Regions from separate parts of the Lactuca sativa genome. Here region 1 is linked to region 2. Evidence: chromatin contacts called from public Hi-C data. All regions are on one chromosome and are shown on one strand. Each heading gives the region's core, a stretch centred on a gene start, on an enhancer-like site or on the middle of the called end of the contact. The rest is flanking DNA. Distances are from core to core; before and after follow the strand shown.

Evidence for each region. Hi-C and Micro-C count contacts between places; a contact is called where the count stands out from the background.
Region 1: a contact with region 2 is called in a Hi-C map of leaf, with 5 times the contacts expected there. The contact joins the promoter of LOC111911129 here to the promoter of LOC111911130 in region 2. A contact is called at or near these places in 2 of 4 Hi-C or Micro-C datasets (both in leaf).

What each region holds. Positions count from the first base shown.
Region 1 is chr8:29,779,586-29,785,411 of Lsat_Salinas_v11, forward strand. It overlaps LOC111911129 (glucosamine inositolphosphorylceramide transferase 1), which reads left to right and starts at 3,761. Exons shown (of 4, transcript XM_023906913.3): 1 at 3,761-4,470; 2 at 5,055-5,177. The coding sequence starts at 4,183.
Region 2 is chr8:29,575,949-29,581,665 of Lsat_Salinas_v11, forward strand. It overlaps LOC111911130, which reads right to left and starts at 3,120. Exons shown (of 14, transcript XM_023906914.3): 1 at 2,440-3,120; 2 at 1,764-1,850; 3 at 1,291-1,394; 4 at 1,065-1,115; 5 at 797-968; 6 at 381-701; 7 at 95-298. The coding sequence starts at 2,913. LOC111911155 reads left to right here and starts at 4,651. Exons shown (of 2, transcript XM_023906946.2): 1 at 4,651-4,670; 2 at 4,727-5,447. The coding sequence starts at 4,651. The coding sequence ends at 5,447.

The sequences.
Region 1 (5,826 bases), core at 2,511-5,010, 200 kb after region 2:
TGACATGACCACCATGTCTCATGTCGTGACCTACTTCTAAAGCTAAAATTTAAGAAATTAAGTACCTCTACGATCCGAGTGTTACGGTTATATCAAATAAGGATCAACCATGTACGATAGTTGGGAGGAAGAACCATTTCGGCATATAGCTTTTTTGAAATCCAACAACCAAGACAACGTGACTATTCTAGACACCTCTCCTATAAGTAGATTAATCAGTATTATGACTTTGAATCACTGATAAATCTTATTTATAGGTTCATAATAACAACTTATGACTATAAATATAAGTTACAATGAAAGCAAAAGAGTATAGCTTAACTTACATAGGTTATTCCCGACCAAAGTCATGAAATCACACTCACATAGATCCTACTGGATGGCTATTACTTAGTTAAATACCTTAGAGGTCGCAGGGCTTTGCTGGAACTCAGAAACCTAAGGAAAATGGGCTTAAGGTGCAGAGATAACTCGAGATAGAGGCTGTAGGGGTGTGGGGATGAAATGTTATACGGAGAGGACTATTTACAACAAGATATTAATGCGCGTTGCGCTCATATAGGTGTGCACCGCGTCCTATGGGTGTGCTGGCTCCATCCTCCTTCTGCCACGTGTCACATCCAGAATCGTCCACATAAGCCTATTCTAGAAGGTGCCACGTGTCACCTTCCTCTGATGACAAATGTCATAATCTTATGGAGCCATGTCACCATGCCTTGGAAGAAAGGGGCTACCCCAACCATGCCATGTGTCGCTATTTTGTGGTGTCACATCATCATGCGCGTCGCACACTTCGCACATGTGATTTCCCATATTTTCAAAATAGATAACTTCTCCACATGAGCTCTATTTTCGATGTTCTTTGTATCCCCTGAATCCCCTCGACGAGCTCTACAACTTTCATTAAGGCACTAATATCTAATTCTTGCTTTAACAAAAATTTATATTTAGACCACTTTAGACTATTAAAATTCGTGTGAAATTCATAGCTCCTTTATACGAACTATGTTCTCAACTATTTTTATATCGACGGGTTTATATTCACGAGATCTTCAATTCTCATTTATATTGTTTTAGCTAACAATCAACTTCGATTTCTATGATCGCACTGTTGCGTTGAAACTTTGAAAAATCATAACTTCCTCCCACGAAGTCAGATTTGGTCTTTCTCTATATGCATGCTCTCGGTTTAAAAACTACTACAACTTTCATTTAGATCACTTAGGCTAAAAAGTAATTTATCAAAAAATCATTTTTTTTACGATACGCAGAGTCGTGTTGGTTTAATCGTCAAACTTCAATAAAGCATAACTTCTTTATACGAAGTCGGATTTCAGCTTTCTTTTTATGTATGGAATCTTTGTCACATATACTATAAGTTTTATTAATATTATTTATCATAAATAATCTTCTATCAAAAAGTCTTTTCTAGCACTTATTATGTTTTAATTGACTGACCCGAATCTACGGGTATTACAGATTCCATTATAGTTTTTTGTTTAATTAGGATGAAACCACAATCTTGCAGCAGGTAATGGTTCACATTCTGAAACCATGTGAATTTAGTCATATTTTTGGATTTTAATTATGGTAATGGTAAGGCTTTGCCATGAATATTTGTTATTTTCTTATGCAGGGTGTCTATATCTTTGAAATGGGTACATGGAGAGTTTGTGTGTGGTAGAAGCATGCTCTGATGATATTTATAACCACAAAATACTCTAATTTTGATGTTTTATAGTTGATTTAAATCATGTTGATGATTGGAAGCATTTTATGTAAATTATAAAAACTTTTAAGTGATTTTCATGTTTGTCAATTCTTACTACATTGGTCTTTAAAACTATTGCTGCTCTATATACAAATAATGTTGGGTTATAGTGAATCATACAAAATCTTTTTAGCAGATATTTTACCCATATGATGTATCCCTGTTATTGAATTTGGATTGGTTGGTTTATGGATATGCTTATGTTGTTGTAGTCGAACACATGTAATAAATGGTCGTTCTTGTTGCATATCCATGTGAGATTTAGGGGTTGTTTGATATGGTGTCTAACTGGGTCCAAAGAGGGATTGGGTCCATAAAATATCAGTTGACATGTTTGATAGGGATTATGGATGTAAGGACTCGGTCCAATAAAAACAGCAAACTCGGTCCTTGCTTTCTATTTGATGGACCGAGAAAAAAAAAACAAAAACCAACGTTGCCCTACAAAAGTTGTGACTGAGGTTCTAATTTCATCCTCTCCCTCCGATAACCTCCCCTCGACGAAGCAACGAGAGTTCCAGTCGTGATCAAAAGTAACAGAGGAACAACCGTGATCAACAACATCATCAACAGGTATCGATTTTCTTTTTTTGTCCTTATTTTTTCCTTATTGCTTTCTATTCTTCTACCCACATCAATCTCATAAGCTCAAGAAGCTACACTGACTTTCTCACTAACACAAGCCGTGATTTCAATGGTTTAATGTATTCTTAATTTAAGGATCAAAGCTTATTCTCAACTATTCTTAAGATTACTCAGGGAATTTCCAAAGTTCTTAATGTTTCTTGCAAGTTGCACTCAGCAAGATATAGTGGGTATTCCTGTACGTTATTCTGTCATCATTCTCATTGGTTCTCCTGAAATCGCAACTAAAAAGAAAATATGAGTTGTCTAAAATGATAGAGATCCAACATAATGCACGACATTGGGACAAGGCTTTATTTTCAGAAAAGCATGGGGTAGACCTTATCTACATTAATGCAGAGAAAAGATACAAGGAAGAAAGATTGTATGAAATACTTTGCGGATGACTTGTGTGGCTGAAGGTTTCTTACATCTTCATGTGATGTCTTGCAAGTGCCAAGAAATATATAAACTCTCAAAAAAGGTTATGTGATTTTGAAGTGAGGCTCCATAAAAGAAAAGGCTAGCAACGGGTATTTTCGTCAATTTGGCTCTAGAAAAGATAAAGTTGCAGCAGTCGATCTGTATCAAGATAGATGAAAGAAAAATAAAGGGAAATGTTCATATTGTTGTGGGTTAGTAGGTCTTTAATCTTCTATCTCAGTCAGCTTCTAACCCAGTCAGCTCTAACTCAATAAGCAACTATCAAACGACCCTTTGATGTTCAAATATGTTGTTATAACAATATTTGTAGCTTCTAGATGTTTAGACATACTAGAACTTGTAGATTCCCTAAAAAGTTACTGGAAATAACTAGTACTTTCTTTGATTTGTTTGTTATAGCAATATACTTATAATTATTCTTATATAACATTATACTTTAAATAAATTCAAAAGATTTTTGATAACTTTTTTTCTCAAACTAATAGATTTTATGCAGCACAAAACATAATGGTAAATTGGTTATTTTCATCATTCAGGACAATCGTTCATATGTATAATCAAACAACATGGTTTCAGCTTCTATCAGAAATAGATACGGATAGATCTTACTTAGTCAATAACTATTAAAAAGCCATCAATTTTTTATGGACAAAATATAAAAGAGCCTCTAACTTTTATGGACAAAAGATAGAACTAACAGCTTTCAATTATCACATACAAGAATCGAAATCGTTATACAAGATTTAAACAACTTACTTCCTTTTATCCTTTACCTTCTTATTAAATGCAATAAAAGAATTGAAAAGACGGAAAACGTGAGTTATAACTTACAACTCACACGTCAAGAAAACTTTTTGTAGTGTAAGCGGCAAATTGAAAATTACAACACATCTCGAGTCTTTAATATGATAATATCATTAGGCATCATTCTTGTTTCGGATTGTCGACATTAAACACATATCTACCTTTATTGGTGATCTACATGAAATTTATAGCTATAAACAATTCCCAAATTACACATACACATCATCCGGTTTATCTTTAATCTTTATATATATAAACACGCACGTCACGCTATCCCAACACACACCACCGCATAGGTGTCTGCCACCTTTTCTTTCACCACCATTTTGGGAATTTTAGATAGAGAAACAAGCACCACCCACTCAGAATTCTTGATATAATCTCCATCGCATATCGATATTTGGAGCGAATGCTTTGTGTAATTTGAAAACCCTTTTGATATTCAATAATCTGGAGATTTGTGTATGAGATGATCTGTTTATCGACGGATTGTTGATCGATTTAAATCACCGCCGTTGCAGTTTACTGTTCCCGGCGACATGGGTTCGAGTCCGTTTGTGGGCATTACCGGCGGAACGTCAGATAAAACCCACGGGTCCCGGTGGCGTGTGCACGACAATGGCGGTGGTCATTCACCGACTGTGCACTACCTGTTTGTTTCGTTTCTGTTGTGTAGTTCGGTTGGGGTTTTCTACATCTTTTATTTGTTCAACAACCCTAATTTGAATTATAACAATTCACTCGGTTGTCAAGAAGATAACGATGGTTCATGGGCAATCGGAGCTTTCTATGGCGATTCCCCTTTTTCTCTTAAACCCATCGAAGATGTAAGTTCTCAGCTCAATCGTCTACCTTCTTATGCATCTTCCTTATTTAGGGATTTACATTGCTCCCAAAAATTGATGATTTTGTTTATTTTTTTCGGAATCAAACTTTGTTATGGTTTATTATCTGAAATCATTACATTATTTTAAAAGCTCAGAACCTTTTTCTAAGATCTTATATATGAATGGACTATGGTGTGGGACTATTATGAACTTTTTAATTGGGGAATCAAAATAATTAAAGAAATTGTGTTTTTTGCTTGACTTTTTTGGTATATGCTATTATGATGCGAGTGTTACTCTTCAATGACTTTTTTTATTTAACTTCTTTGATTAATTTGAAAAACATTAGGCTTTTTGTGGGTTATAGATATATGATTGGATATATTATGATATATCTGATTTGGAAGTCAAATTAATTAAAGAAGCTGTCTTTTTTGCTGGATTTTGTGATATCTCAAGTGGGTATTACTGTTCTAAGATTCTCGATTTGAATGCTTTAATTAAATTAAATAAAGATTAGACTTTTTTTGTGGGGTTTTGATATATGAAGTGGGTCTTTCATCTTTGTTTGAATGGATTTGCAGATGAATATTTGGGACAACAAAAGTGCAGCATGGCCTGTAGCGAACCCAATTTTGACTTGTGCTTCTGTTACTAATTCTGGGTTCCCAAGTAATTATGTTGCTAACCCTTTTCTTTATGCTAAGGTAATTTCTTTATTGTATTTTCCTTTTCCAAATTCATGATCACATGAAATGAATTTTGATCATATATTCTGTTTTTTAACCAAGGATTAGGCTTCCACCAATCTGTCTTAAAGCATATGTCACTTTTATGAAATTTGATGGCTAAAGTTCATAAAGATGCACTTTCTTTAATTGTTTTTAATATCACTTCAAGATGTAGAAGATCTGTTGTATACCCTAATCAGGAATCTTGGATCCAGAGCTGGTTAAAGATTCACTTTCTTTAATGGTTTGTTATATTACTTGGTATAATATTTGCTCTTTTTGAAAAGGAAAAGAGGAAGTGGGCTCCTATCGTGACCTCAAATTATCATGTCTAGGATCTTATTTGAGTTAGTTGTTTACTCCCTTATTGTCTATATATAGTTTGTTCGGTTTTTTTAGGAAATAATGAGAGTTATAATCGCTTAAAAGTACCCTTTTTATAAGGGTTTATTAGTCTTTTCCAATCAAGGTTGATTGCTAGTGAATGTAGAATGAGCGTAACGAAAAGTAGATTTTTCCTATTAAATCTTGACTTCTTTCAAATTTGCCCTCATTTATTCAAACTAAGATGTTTCTTTTAAAGAACGATTAAATAACGAAAGACAGAAAAATGAGACTTTTGTCT
Region 2 (5,717 bases), core at 1,870-4,369:
TGGGGATTGAGAGATCTTTATAGAAAAGAACAAAAAGAAAATCATATTTTTACCTCACCTAACTGAAATACTGTAGAAATAATGTTGAACTTACGTATTTTTTTATGATGGGGTAATCAGGGGCAATTATGGGAACACCAAATGTCATGGCCCTAGTGAGTAATGAAGGAAACCCTTGCTCATCTTGAGAGGAACCATATAAAACAATATCAGATATTAATAAAATCCCATCCACGTCAGCATCTAATCCATAATGTCTAACCGAATCACGGTTGAGCCCTAAATGAGCAGCAATATCCTGCAATAAACAAAAAAAATTGTGATAAGTTGATCTTTAAAAACTGAAAAAAGAAAGGATATAAAAAGAATTGTATATATACCTGTAAAGCATCGTTATAGGCGTTACTGGAGTTCCCACATACGAATAGAAATTTGAATGAAGGGCCCACATCGCCTTCCTTTGCATATTTGATGAGCAAAGGTCCTAAGTTATGCATTGCTACAGCATAATCCCATGATAGTTCATTGTAGAAGAAAGAGCTTCCAACAACCAAAACTATCATATCATCTTCACCAAAACCATTTTTCATCCTTAATTGAAATTTGGAGTGAGTTTTTAGGTATCTTTCAGCTGCCCACACATCTATTGGTGATCCAGGAATCACAAAGAAGTTTCCAGTGTCAAGCACACTATATAACATCTGAGACAACATGGATAAATCACGATTGAATTCAAGAAACAATGTAATAAGATGTTCCTGAAAATATAGCAACTCATAATGGGGTGATAAATTACCGGGAAAGAATAATCTGGAAACACAATCACATCAGCTCTTCTGAAAACATTCTTCCAATATGTAATTAGATGTTCATGTGGCAATTCTTGATATAGAGGAAGGCGATTTGAAAGGGTATCTTCTTGAATTATCCAAATGAGTTGTACAGAGCAAAAGGGCTCCTGCATAAGGCTGCATACATATAAAAAACTTACAAATCATGGAGAAAGTACAAGTTCAATAGTTTATAACAAAAGATTTTGATAATTCAAATTAACTACCACATACCTTGAAATAGCATTATGTGCTTCTAGAGAATTTACAATGATGCCATCAAATCTGCAGCAATTGAATAGATAGAACAAAGTTTATGTAGCTGTATCTACTGAAATCATCAGTAAATGTGACAAAGTATATACACTTTCTAAAATCATCAGTGACAAATCATATTGTTGAAAAATGCATTGAGAGAGAGAGAGAGAGAGAGAGAGAGAGAGAGAGAGAGAAAACATACATTGACCAATCAATATGACCATAATTTTCAGGACTTAGAATGGAGACTTGGCCAACAATCTTCTCCCAGAGTGATCTTGTTTTGCCATCTTCTGTTGCATATATCTGCATGGAAGAAGCATTATGAAGATGAAAAGTGATTAAGAAATCTAGTTCCACAGATGGATTTTCCTTGCTTCTTAACAGGGACATATGCACATGCATCCAACAAGAAATTTAAAATTATGCAGTTGTGCATATCCCTATCAAGAAAATCACTTCAATGATCTTATAAAGTCTAACATTAGGTTACTTAAAGAACACTTAATTCTACATATGGAATTATGGATCTTCCAGATGAAAAACGATAGCTTGATGTTGTTTTCATGGCCAGTCAAAATAACAAAATCACACATATTGACATATAGAAAAACATAAACCAGCAAACAGACAGATAGATATAGTAAGAGGTAATGAAGTTCCAGAAATAATCACCTGAAGCATATAACCCAGTCCTCGTATATTCTTCATCACAGTAAGCAGCATCAATGACAATGGGTCATCCTCCATGTTTCCTAAGATCTTACAATGATCAAAACAAGGCACTGTTGTAAATATGAGATCATGAGTGTTCATGCATGTATAGACACATAACCATTGGAGCACAAAATATGGGTAGTGAAAGTAGTGAGCCAGAATACATAAACCAAGCTTGTTTTGGGGTCTCTAATTTCCACTATTGTCTTTCTTTCAAGCTTTTTTTAGTTCTTTTATCATTCTATTTGTTAAATCCTAAAGAAATATTATTTAAAAACTAAGAAATATGAAGGTCTGGTTACTTTTGCTGCTAAGGACCACCAATGTAGATTTTAAAAGGTGAAGCAGTGAAGACGTTTGTTTAACAAAAAAGCACCAAATAATTCACGCAATCACCATCTCCATTATTTATAGTTCTCAATTGCATTTCCCTCACCTACCCAGACACCAAACCCGATAGGCCCATAATACCTGTTGCTTTCCCTAACTATCCTACATGTCCTTTCTCTCTACTTCCCGAACATCAGGTATGAAAACCGAAGAAGAATAAAAATTTCAATAAGTGGTCGTCGTTTTCGTTTGTAAAAGCATCAATACTCAGTACATTAAACTAAACAAAACTTAAAACACTCACAACTGCAAGCCTAGGAGGTCGAACTCCAACCCGAGGCTTGTGCCTTGCACGTTCAATCTCGAAACTCCTATCGATCCTCGATGAAATGAACTTCAACGAACTTCCGAACTTCAAACCCTCGCGCACAGTCCTCCCAATCCTCTCACCGCCGCCCTGCCGGAAAACCATTGAAGCTATCGAGCTCTGTAGCACCATCGATGCCAGTGCAAACGCAAAAACAGCAATCAATATACACAAGTAGAACAACGACGTTCCCCTGACTGAGCACAGCTTCCGAGGAACAAAGGGTCGGCCTCCGACGTGAGATCGGCGCGGCCGATCCGGTAAGCTGATGACTGCAGCAGATGATTTCGATAAAGGTATAGGCGCAGGTTTAGGGTTTCTCTTGGATGGGAATCGACCCCGGATCGGGTTTAATCCGGTGCCGTCATTTGAGTTGTCACCGTCGTTTGTACTGGGCGAGTTCTGGCCCATGTTTCAGCAATCTAACCGAGCAAACTCAGTTTTAACATTGATTCTCCATTGAAACCAAACAACGGTGAATCTGATGAAGATGATGAAGGATTTGATTTTTCACACACACAGAAAAAGAAAAAGAAAAAAAAAAGACACAAACACAAAAAGTCCCTTCTGTTTGGGCAGTTATGGTTATTAGATATAGTGTCTGTATATGTATAAATGTTATATGTATATGTATGTATGTGAGTATTGTTGTTTTCGAGAGTGACGGTGATTGAGATGAGATCTGATTTGTGATGTTGCTTTTTTCAGTTTAAACGCGTTTTCGAGAGGGGGGGAAAATGAGCATATTTTGATTTTGCGGGGGGCTAAAATGAATGCAAAATGTTCCAAAGATATTTTATTCTCCAATATATTTTTTATAAATATTTGTATTATTTTTATATCTTTCACGATTAAATTCTTAATTTTTTTATCATTCAAAATTTAATATAAAACTTTTTTTTTCTTATTATAACGACGATACTCTTTAATTCGGTAAATTCCCCAAAGTTAGTGTCCAAAAAGTTGGTATTTTTTAAAAATCTATTATGTCCTTAAACCAATCGGTTTCGGTTCAATCTGATTTTAAGAATTTTTATTAATTCTTTATTTAATATATATACTAGCCTTTTACCTTGGTCAAATGTCGGGTGTGAATTGTTTTTTCAAAAAATAGTTTCGAGAGGCTATTAGTCTTTTATGTAAATATTTTACTACATCTAAATAATTATCAATAAGAGTCATGTTAGCGGAAACGAAATCAATAATAATTAAAAATGAAACATTAGGATTCTTAATGTACATGAAGATATGATTGACTTTGCATTATTAATTGCAGGTCCGATGAAGGTCATGGGTAACCAAGACAAAGGCACATGTCCCATTCTTTTATGGGGCCCATTTTTTTTATAGAGTAGTGAGAGTATTAGTCCATTAATCCATTTGTTCAGTCCACTTTTGTAATTCGATCTGGCCACCAGGGAATTGGGCCGTACGCATTACGCAAGAAGCCAAGAAAGCAAGAACGCCAAAACCAAAAAAGTGGAAAACGAACGCCAAAACAGAAGGCAGAAACGATTGTGATTGATTATTAAGCTTCGACGCTTTATCCAACATTCCAGTGAGGCAGTGAGTCAGCGACCATCGATCACTAATTGCTAATCAAGTAGGGTTTAATTTTACAATCAAACACTCAAAGTCTTAAACCCGAATTGAATTTTTAGTCTGCATAATTGAGAATTGGTTATCAGAATTGTTTTGTTTATTGTTGGTTGTAATTTGCTATTTGCCGCAAAATTAAATTCTAGTTTTATACTTTTAGTTTATATGATATATATATATATATATATATATATATATATATATATATATATATATATGTCTTTTTACAATAAAACAGGAAATCAAGAATATATTATATATGTTATCACTTATCAGGTTTTAGAATAATAGAATTCAGTCAAATTCATTCAACATTCATGTTTCTAGTTTGTTTTTTGTTCTAGAATTCAGAATTGAGTAATGAGTATCTAGTTTGTTTTTGGTTCTAGTATTGAGAATTCATATAATGACTATTGTCTAATTTATTTTATAAGAAATTAAATGTTATCATAAATTGATTGTATTTATAATTTATGTTAACAAAAATTTAATGTTCAATTTGAATACTTTGTCTTTACACTTGAATGAATAGATTATCACAATCACTTTATGAGATTTATAGTTGAATGGTATATGAAATTTGAATGAATGTTGATTGTTGAGTGTTGAATTTTTAGTGATGAAGTCTAAACAACCATCTGGTAGTCAAAAACATAAAAATAAGAAAACTAGATGAAGAAAAGAGAAAGGCTAACTTTGGTACCCTAGATAAATTTATCTATAGACAACCTGTTGAAGAGCACGTTGAAGAGCAGGAGCATGTAGTAGTGGAAGTAGAAGAGGTAGAAAAGCAAGAGCACGTTAAAGAGCTTGTTGATATATGTGATCCAAAAAGGTGGGAAAAACTTAATTATGATGAGATTAAACTTTTGGTCGAGAAAGGTCCTAAAATAGATACTAGTATTATGTATGGTCCCTACGATAAATTTGGTAGACGATTTTCTGCAGCTTTATATACTATAACTTTACCAAATTTGGAGAAGTGTGATAGAGAATGGCTAGTATATTCGAAAGAGCAAGACAGAGTATTTTGTTTCTGTTGTAAAGTGTTTAGAAAAGGGATTTCGAAAGGTAAATTGGATGGTGAAGGTTATGCAGATTGGCACCATGTTACCACTAGGGTTAAAGAACATGAATTTTCCTTGGATCATTTTACAAATAGGAGTAAGTGGTTTGATATGCGTAAAAGATTGAATTTGAACGAAACAATTGATAAAGTTCAATACGAGCAATTCAAGAAAGAAAGAGATTACTGGAAAGAAGTCCTTTTGAGAATCATCGAAGTAGTGAAGTTTCTTGCTAAACATAATTTAGCATTTCGTGGATCCAATGAAAAATTGTATTAAAAAGGTAACTATAATTTGTTCTTTTTGTTCCAATTCCACCAAATCCCTTTTTGTTAATTATGATGCCTGATTCCACTTCTTATTTATTAATTATATTTAATAGGTAATGGGAATTTTTTGGGTGTCATTGAAATGTTGGAAGAGTTTGACCCGGTTATCAAAGAGTATGTACGGCAGATCACAAGTGACGGTCTTCATGTACATTATCTTGGCCATACGATCCAAAATGAACTAATATTTTTGATAGCTCAATAAATTAAAAAAGAACTT